2 separate regions of the Hordeum vulgare genome follow, and region 1 is linked to region 2. The links are chromatin contacts, called in public Hi-C maps. All regions are on one chromosome and are shown on one strand. The core of a region is the stretch at or near the end of the contact, and the rest is flanking DNA. Distances in the headings are between cores, read along the strand shown.

The links. Hi-C and Micro-C count contacts between places; a contact is called where the count stands out from the background.
Region 1: a contact with region 2 is called in a Hi-C map of leaf, with 2.2 times the contacts expected there. The contact joins two enhancer-like sites. A contact is called at or near these places in 2 of 6 Hi-C or Micro-C datasets (leaf and seedling).

The regions. Positions count from the first base shown.
Region 1 is chr4H:5,613,012-5,616,435 of MorexV3_pseudomolecules_assembly, reverse strand. No RefSeq gene overlaps it. Among protein-coding and RNA genes, the nearest start is that of LOC123450983, 34 kb to the left of the region's middle. Within about 2 kb of position 2,070, at least 3 of the 3 cell types and tissues checked have open chromatin away from gene starts, as enhancers often do. A contact at or near this core is called in leaf and seedling, where this site is marked.
Region 2 is chr4H:5,486,204-5,489,680 of MorexV3_pseudomolecules_assembly, reverse strand. No RefSeq gene overlaps it. Among protein-coding and RNA genes, the nearest start is that of LOC123446954, 12 kb to the right of the region's middle. Within about 2 kb of position 1,325, at least 3 of the 3 cell types and tissues checked have open chromatin away from gene starts, as enhancers often do. A contact at or near this core is called in leaf and seedling, where this site is marked.

The sequences.
Region 1 (3,424 bases), core at 821-3,320, 130 kb before region 2:
TATGTCTCCAAGAGTATTTAAAACGTTCTCCCCTAAGAATGAATATTTATGATTTCCTCTCCCCCTCAATCATAGCATGTAGATATTGGGAGTAGGTAGGGCGAGACAAGTTCAATCCAAAGTAGGCAATATAAAATGCAAATAAAACCTTCTCTCCCTTAGGGTAAGCGTAAGCTTAGATAACTCTTTGGTATCTCTCGGATTTCTCCTCCTTTTTCATCTCTCCCCCTCTATGATATCTCTACCCGTGTATGTGTAAGCTTAGATATAAATCCTCCTTTGGTAGAGACTTTTAGAAGCTTTGATATATCTCCTCCTTTGGCATTAATTTTCAAAAGAGTCACAGTGTAAGGGTTCCTTGAGAGTAAGGGATCCTGGATTCTTCTTCTTGATAAGGGTTTCTTAAAATATCTCCCCCTTTCTGTATGGATAAGGTTTCCTTAAAACTTCTCCCCCTTTTAGTATGGATAAGGGTTTCTTGAATTTTTTTTCCCCTTTCAGCAAGGATCCTAGATATTTCTCCCCATCTCCGTCGGATGAACCACGCCGTCCAGGGCCGCAATGAAGCTCCGTCCGAAGATCCCACAACACAAGAAACGATAGGCCCCCGCCGCCATCAATCGCGTGAAAAGGATGTGGACCCACTATCGTCGTCAGCCTCATGACCCTTGATCGAAGGTGTCCTTCAGCGTTGGGGGAGCAATATCAAAGGGAGAAGGGATGGTGGTTGTGTAGGATTCGCCCGAGTCATCCCCTAGGAGCGACATAGGGCTTTATCCCGATCATTTTTTGACTATTTTTTGTGTTCACGGGAAATACGCCGCCTTCAACAGTTTTGCACTCAAGGAATTTGGATTCTCTAACAATCTCCATGCTTGACGAGCTAGAAGCGCTAAACTAAACAATTCAAGATCTCTAAACAATTCAGGATATAAAATAGTAATGAAACATAAAATGGAAAAGGGGGAAATTCATGGAAAAAAGAAAGACGATGGAAAAAGTAATAAATTGAGGAAAGAACACACAAAACTAGCCAAGAAGAAAATTGTCCTCGGTGTGCACGCCCAAGTCGCGGAGGAGTGCTTGATATCCTATGGACTGGCTACTATTCTATGCGATGAGCGTAGAATAGAAAATTCTAACGCAGAGTACTTGAGGCCGAAATGAGCCATTCGCGGATTTGAGCCAGTTTCGTCTGTTTGGACCTCTTGTTTGGCGTTGTACCTCCAAGCAAACGAGCCAGCGCATGGCGTTTCCTATGTAGCGCTGCACGCGCTCATTTGTGTGCATTTTGAAAACTGGCGCGTGCAGCGCCCTGTGTTGGGCCGACTCAAATCTATATTTTCTTATGTTTTCAGAAATGTACGGGGACATGATTCAAAGACACGACAGCTTCGTTGCGAGACCTCCTATCGAACCATCAGACCATCGGCGTGCTTGTTCAAAGATATTTCGCTTTGATCGTTTTATAATTCATTCCTCCTTTTTTCCCTTTCATTTTAAGGTTTTTTTTTCTTTATTGCGTGGATTTTATTCAAATACTAAGAACATTTTAAGATTTGATCGTTTTCAAATCCTAAGAACTTTTATCTAACTCAATAAAGTTTTTTTCAAAATTAATGATTTTTTTTCAGGTTTTCAAATTTTCCTAAAAATCAATGTACTTGTTTCCAAATTTTATTAATTTTTAAAAATTGATGAACTTTTGTAAATTCGGTGAACTTTTTTAAATGTGATGTACTTTTTTTAAAAGTTGAATAATTATTTTTCAAACATGATGAATATTTTTCAAAAGCACTGAACTATTTATGAAAGTTGATGAGCCTTTCTCAAATGTGGTAAACATTTCTCAGATCAGATTATTATTATTTACAAAATTTGGGAAACATTTTTGCAGGTTGAAGAACTTTTTTGCAAAATTGGTGAACTTTATTTTTTTCAATCAATTAAGTTTTTTAGGGCCTGAATTGAGGCGCCCGGAGCTATTCATGGGCCGCCCCAGCATGGGGTGCTGCCGGCTTTAGAGCGCGAACGGGCGCCTGTAGCGCGGGGCGAATCCTATTTAGCGCGACAGACGCTTGTTACTGTGCAATTCTGCAAATGGACGCCTGCAGCATCCCCGTGCTGGGCCGACCCATGTAGGGTATTCTTCATGTTTTTATTCGCAAAAATTTAACGTGTTGGTCACGGTTCAAACCTTGAACGTCCAATATAGAGACATGGTCACGTAACCATCCCAGCACGAAGCAGTTTCTGATAAGCTAAAAACCCTTATCTCTTTTATTCTTTCATTCTTCTTTTTTTCCTTTTTATTTTTCCTTTTTCTTTTATTTCTTTGACCTGGTTCAACGAGTTTTTCTTTTTTTTTCTTTAACCTGGTTCAACTATTTGAAAAGAGTTTATCAAATTTATTCTTTTTTTCAATGATGAACTTCTTTCAAATTTGATGTTTTTTTGCAAAATCAGTGAACAGTTTTTCAAATTTGATGAACTCTTTACAAATTTGATGAACTCTTTTTCGAATTTGATGAACTCTTTTCAAATTTGATGAACAGTTTTTCAAAACCGGTGAACTTTTTTTCAAATTTGACGAACTCTTTTCAAATATGATGAACGTTTTTCCAAAATCAATGAGCTCTTTCAAAATCATGATATTGTTTCAAAATCGATAAAGTTTTTCTCAAAACGGTGATTTTTTTCAAATTCAATGAACTTTTATAAAATTTAAATGAACTATTTCAAAATTCTTGACCCTTTTTAGACACTCAATTGTTTCGATTTTTTGTGAATTTCTTAGTTATTTTTTTTCTTGCTTTTTCAAAATGAACGGTTCAAACTGATGTCGTTCGAGCCACCAGGTGCAAGTGAGACAGCCCAAATATGTCCTACTGCAGGCGCCAGTTCCTGATCGGGCGCCTGCAGCTCCGATTAGGTGCAAGTGAGCCAGCCCAAATAATGTATTTTGTGAATTAAATTATTCTTTCCCAATTTCAATAATTATTCATTGATTCAAAAATACAGTCACCGATTCAAAACGTGTTCATGAGTTTTAAAAACATGGTCGTAAATTTGTAAAGAATATACATGAGTTCAAAAAAATGTTCACAAATTTGTAAAAAAAAAGTTAACGATACCTGTAAATGTTCGTAAATTCATAAAATGTTCATGATTTCAATAAAATGTTCCTGAATTCATAAAACGTTCATGATTTGAAAAGAAATAAAATGGAAACAAAAATTAAAATAAAAAATAAAGAAATAACTAAATTGAATATAGCAGGGAAAACGATGAAAAAATCATAGGAATCCCCGCGTCAGTTACCGGGGAAAATTCTAAGGAATGCATTGATGGACCTGGGGCATTAACATGTTTCATTGAATTATTTTACGATTCATTTACAATCACCCAGTCCTAGCGTGCTATG
Region 2 (3,477 bases), core at 76-2,575:
TCACAAATTTGATAATTGGTCAAAAAAATTTAAAATTTCATGAATTCAGACAAATGATCAAGAAATTAAAAATTGTTCACAGATTTAAAAAATCATGGGGTATAAATAGGAAAGGATGGAAAAAGTGGGAAATGAAGAAGAAGAAAAGGGGGGGAGAAGGAAAAAAGGTTGAAACAACATAAAGGAGAGAAAAGTTGTTGAAGCTTTTCAAAACTTGGCATAACCACGTGTCCCATCTAATGGGATGACACAAGAGAAAGGTTTTGTGAGCGATATGTAGCAATTCCGATTTTTCTGTAATTCGTTGTTAGTCGAGAGAGGGTCTGTGAGGCATAATTTAAAACACCGAACTCGTAATCGAACCGATGAGGCTCTCGGTTCAGATTTTTACTGGTTGGACCGCCGGTTCACCGGTTCGGTTGTCAAAACTTTTACCTAAAATAATATATGTTGAGTAATACATGTGCTAATAATAATGTAAAATAATGGTCAAATGAAATTATTTTCATGTAGTGAACAACGAAGTAGCATAACCAAGTTAGTTATTGGGTCATGGGCAGGCCTCATGTACAGTTCATGCGACCTAGGATCGAATCCCGCATCTCCTAGTATCTATTAATATATTTTACTTGTTTTCCCGGTTCGATGGCTCGGATTTTCAACATTTTTTCAGAAAACCGACTTTCTTCTGTCCAGTTGCACAACGGTGTTATTAGCTTAAAAAAACCGCCGAGGCCATCGGTTTCGGCTTTTTTGGGTTCGACCGTCGGTCCGATCCGGTTTTTAAAACTATGTCGCAGGCTGCTTCGTAAATGCCATAGGCACCGGTCTCACAGTGGTTTTACGTTTTTAGTTTTTCCCAAAACGGTCTTGTGTGTTTTTCTTTCGGTTTTTTTAACACAGTATATATATATTTTTTTTTTTTCACAAATTCTCCCTGGTATATTTACTCTTGTTTTAATTCGTACCGTCCCCTGCCATGTCCAAACTATATTGTGTACCTGGTGTAGCACCAGATGAAAGTATAATCTGTGCGCATCCCCTAGAAAAAAAAACGTTTATCTCCCTCGCTCGCCCGCTCGTGCAACGCGGTCCGATGGGATGCGAAGACAGCGACGGTGATCGCGGCCGAACCCGACCGGCAACCACCCCAGTGGTCTCACACGACTGTTCACCATTTGCAACCCACGAGAAAAGGAAGCACTATTCCGCATGCAAGCTCGCGATCGCCTTTGTGGCGCACTGCACTGCACCCCCATTACTCGGCGGCCCCCGTACGCACGCGAGCAGAGCAGTGAATGGCCATCCTGGTACTGCTGCCGCCTATCGCTCCTGGCCATGGCCATGGCCAGCGTGATAAATAGATGGAGTAGATGAGTTACTCTGCCCCTCTGCCCTACCCTGCTCGCCATCACGAGGTACGCGTGATGACGTGCCCGTGGTAAATGAGCCACTGGCCGGCTTCTCGCACGGCCCGTGCGGCCTGGAGGTTTTACTGCCTGCCTGCCTGCCTCGCGCGCGTATCTCAGGAAGGATGAGGGCATCAATGCCGCTGCCATGGTCTCGCCCAACTCGAACCGGCAGCGCAGGCGTCCCGATTAACCGTCGTCACAAGTGCGCATGGGACGGTGCTGGATCAGAATCACAGGATCATCAGTGTGCCGCGCGCGCCATAAACCCTCTTCCTTCACCACAGGTAGAGGAGGAGGAGAGGACAGTAGTCGGATCGTACTGCTGCTGCATTTATACTCGTTGATTCATCAGTTGGAGCAGTAGGAGTATTAACGTTAGTACATGGTACTACGACGTAAATGCAGATTTTGCACTGATATGCTATTACTATCTGCTTCCACCAGCAGGGGACGAAGCTAGAAAAATGTTTTAATGGGGTCCGGAAATAAGTGTACATCTACCTTTTGTTTTAAATTAAAATTTTACAGGAAAGAATAGCAGCATTTATGGCACTAAATTAGTATCACTAGATTCCTTTTGAAATGTAGTTCCATAACGTACCAATTTGATTTCATATGCTACCATTCTTTTTTATAAAATGGGTTAAAATTTTAAAACTTTGACTTTTGGCAAAACCTAGATGTATACTTATTCACGGACGGACGGAGTATGAATTAGACAAGACAAACTTCTCGAGCAAAGGTACTGCTGTTCAGTTGGGAGCTGTCTCTGTAGTTGATTCCATCCACGTATCCTTGATGGTGAAGTTCATGAGGTTTTTGTGGAGCTAGTCGAAAATTCTTCACCTGTGGAGGTGATGGTTGAGAAAGATTACATGAAAGAAAGCCGTGCGGCCAGGGACAAGATGCCCCTGCTTTTGCAGGTTCTGTGCCAATGCCAGCCGATTTGGGATACTGCTGTGAACAACTAAGTATGTTTAAAATGGCTGAATCTCATGAAGAGAAAGTGGAAATGAATCCTGAATCACAATGCTTATCTAAAGATGTGGTAACTGGTCTGGGATCTACGAAGAGATCTCTATTTGAAAATGTCGAGAAGGAAGCGGAAACAAAGAAGAAACTGAACACTCGGACGAAAACTTGGGGACCCACTATTGCTAACAGGCCCAAGACCATGAACCATGGTGATATCAAGATTATGGACAAAGCTGTTGCTTATAAACAAAAGAAAACCTGGAAATTCCATCTACTTTCAAAGGTAAATCATTTGCAAACATTGCCCCAAATATTCTTGCTGCCCATATAAATAACGTGGATTTATGCATTAAAAAAATGATGTGGAACAAGAAAAATAATTCAAGATATGATTTATGAAGAGAAAATTAGATGCTTGCAATTTGATCATGATAACCCGGAGACTCTTCTCCGAGATAATTTAGAATTAGGAGAAACTAGCCTTGACGTGGGTTCCGATGAGTCTCGGCAAATATCTCCTCTTAGATAAGGGGCACTCCTGATCTGGAGTTAGATAGCCACGTTATACAATCCAAGAGGAAGCCTTGTGGCTTGTCACAACCATTCAAGAATAAATGATTGGTGCTTTTTGGAATATCCGTGGTTTAGGGCAACTTGGTAAACTACAATGCCTAGGAGATTTTATAACGATAATAAAATTGTTTCTTTTGGTTTCATTGAAACCAAGAGAGGGAATATTGATAGTCATATCCTTAATAGTATCGCGGGCAGGAATGATTTTTGCACGCACTTCCTGCCTGCTGTCAACACTGCGAGGGGGATCCTTGTGGGTCTTAGGAATGATCTCTTTGAGATCGTTGGTTTTACTAATAAGAAATATAGTACTGTTGTGACCATTAAGAACAAGAGTGATAGTTTTACGTGTTACCTTGTTACAGTTTATGGTCCTGCATAAAATGATTTGAAGCTTGAATTTATTGCTGAATTACATGCTATTATGTCTGCTCTTACTTATCCAATGATTTTTGGTGGGGATTTTAATCTGGTTAGATATGTGACTGATAAAAATAATGGAGTGATTAATTCTCAA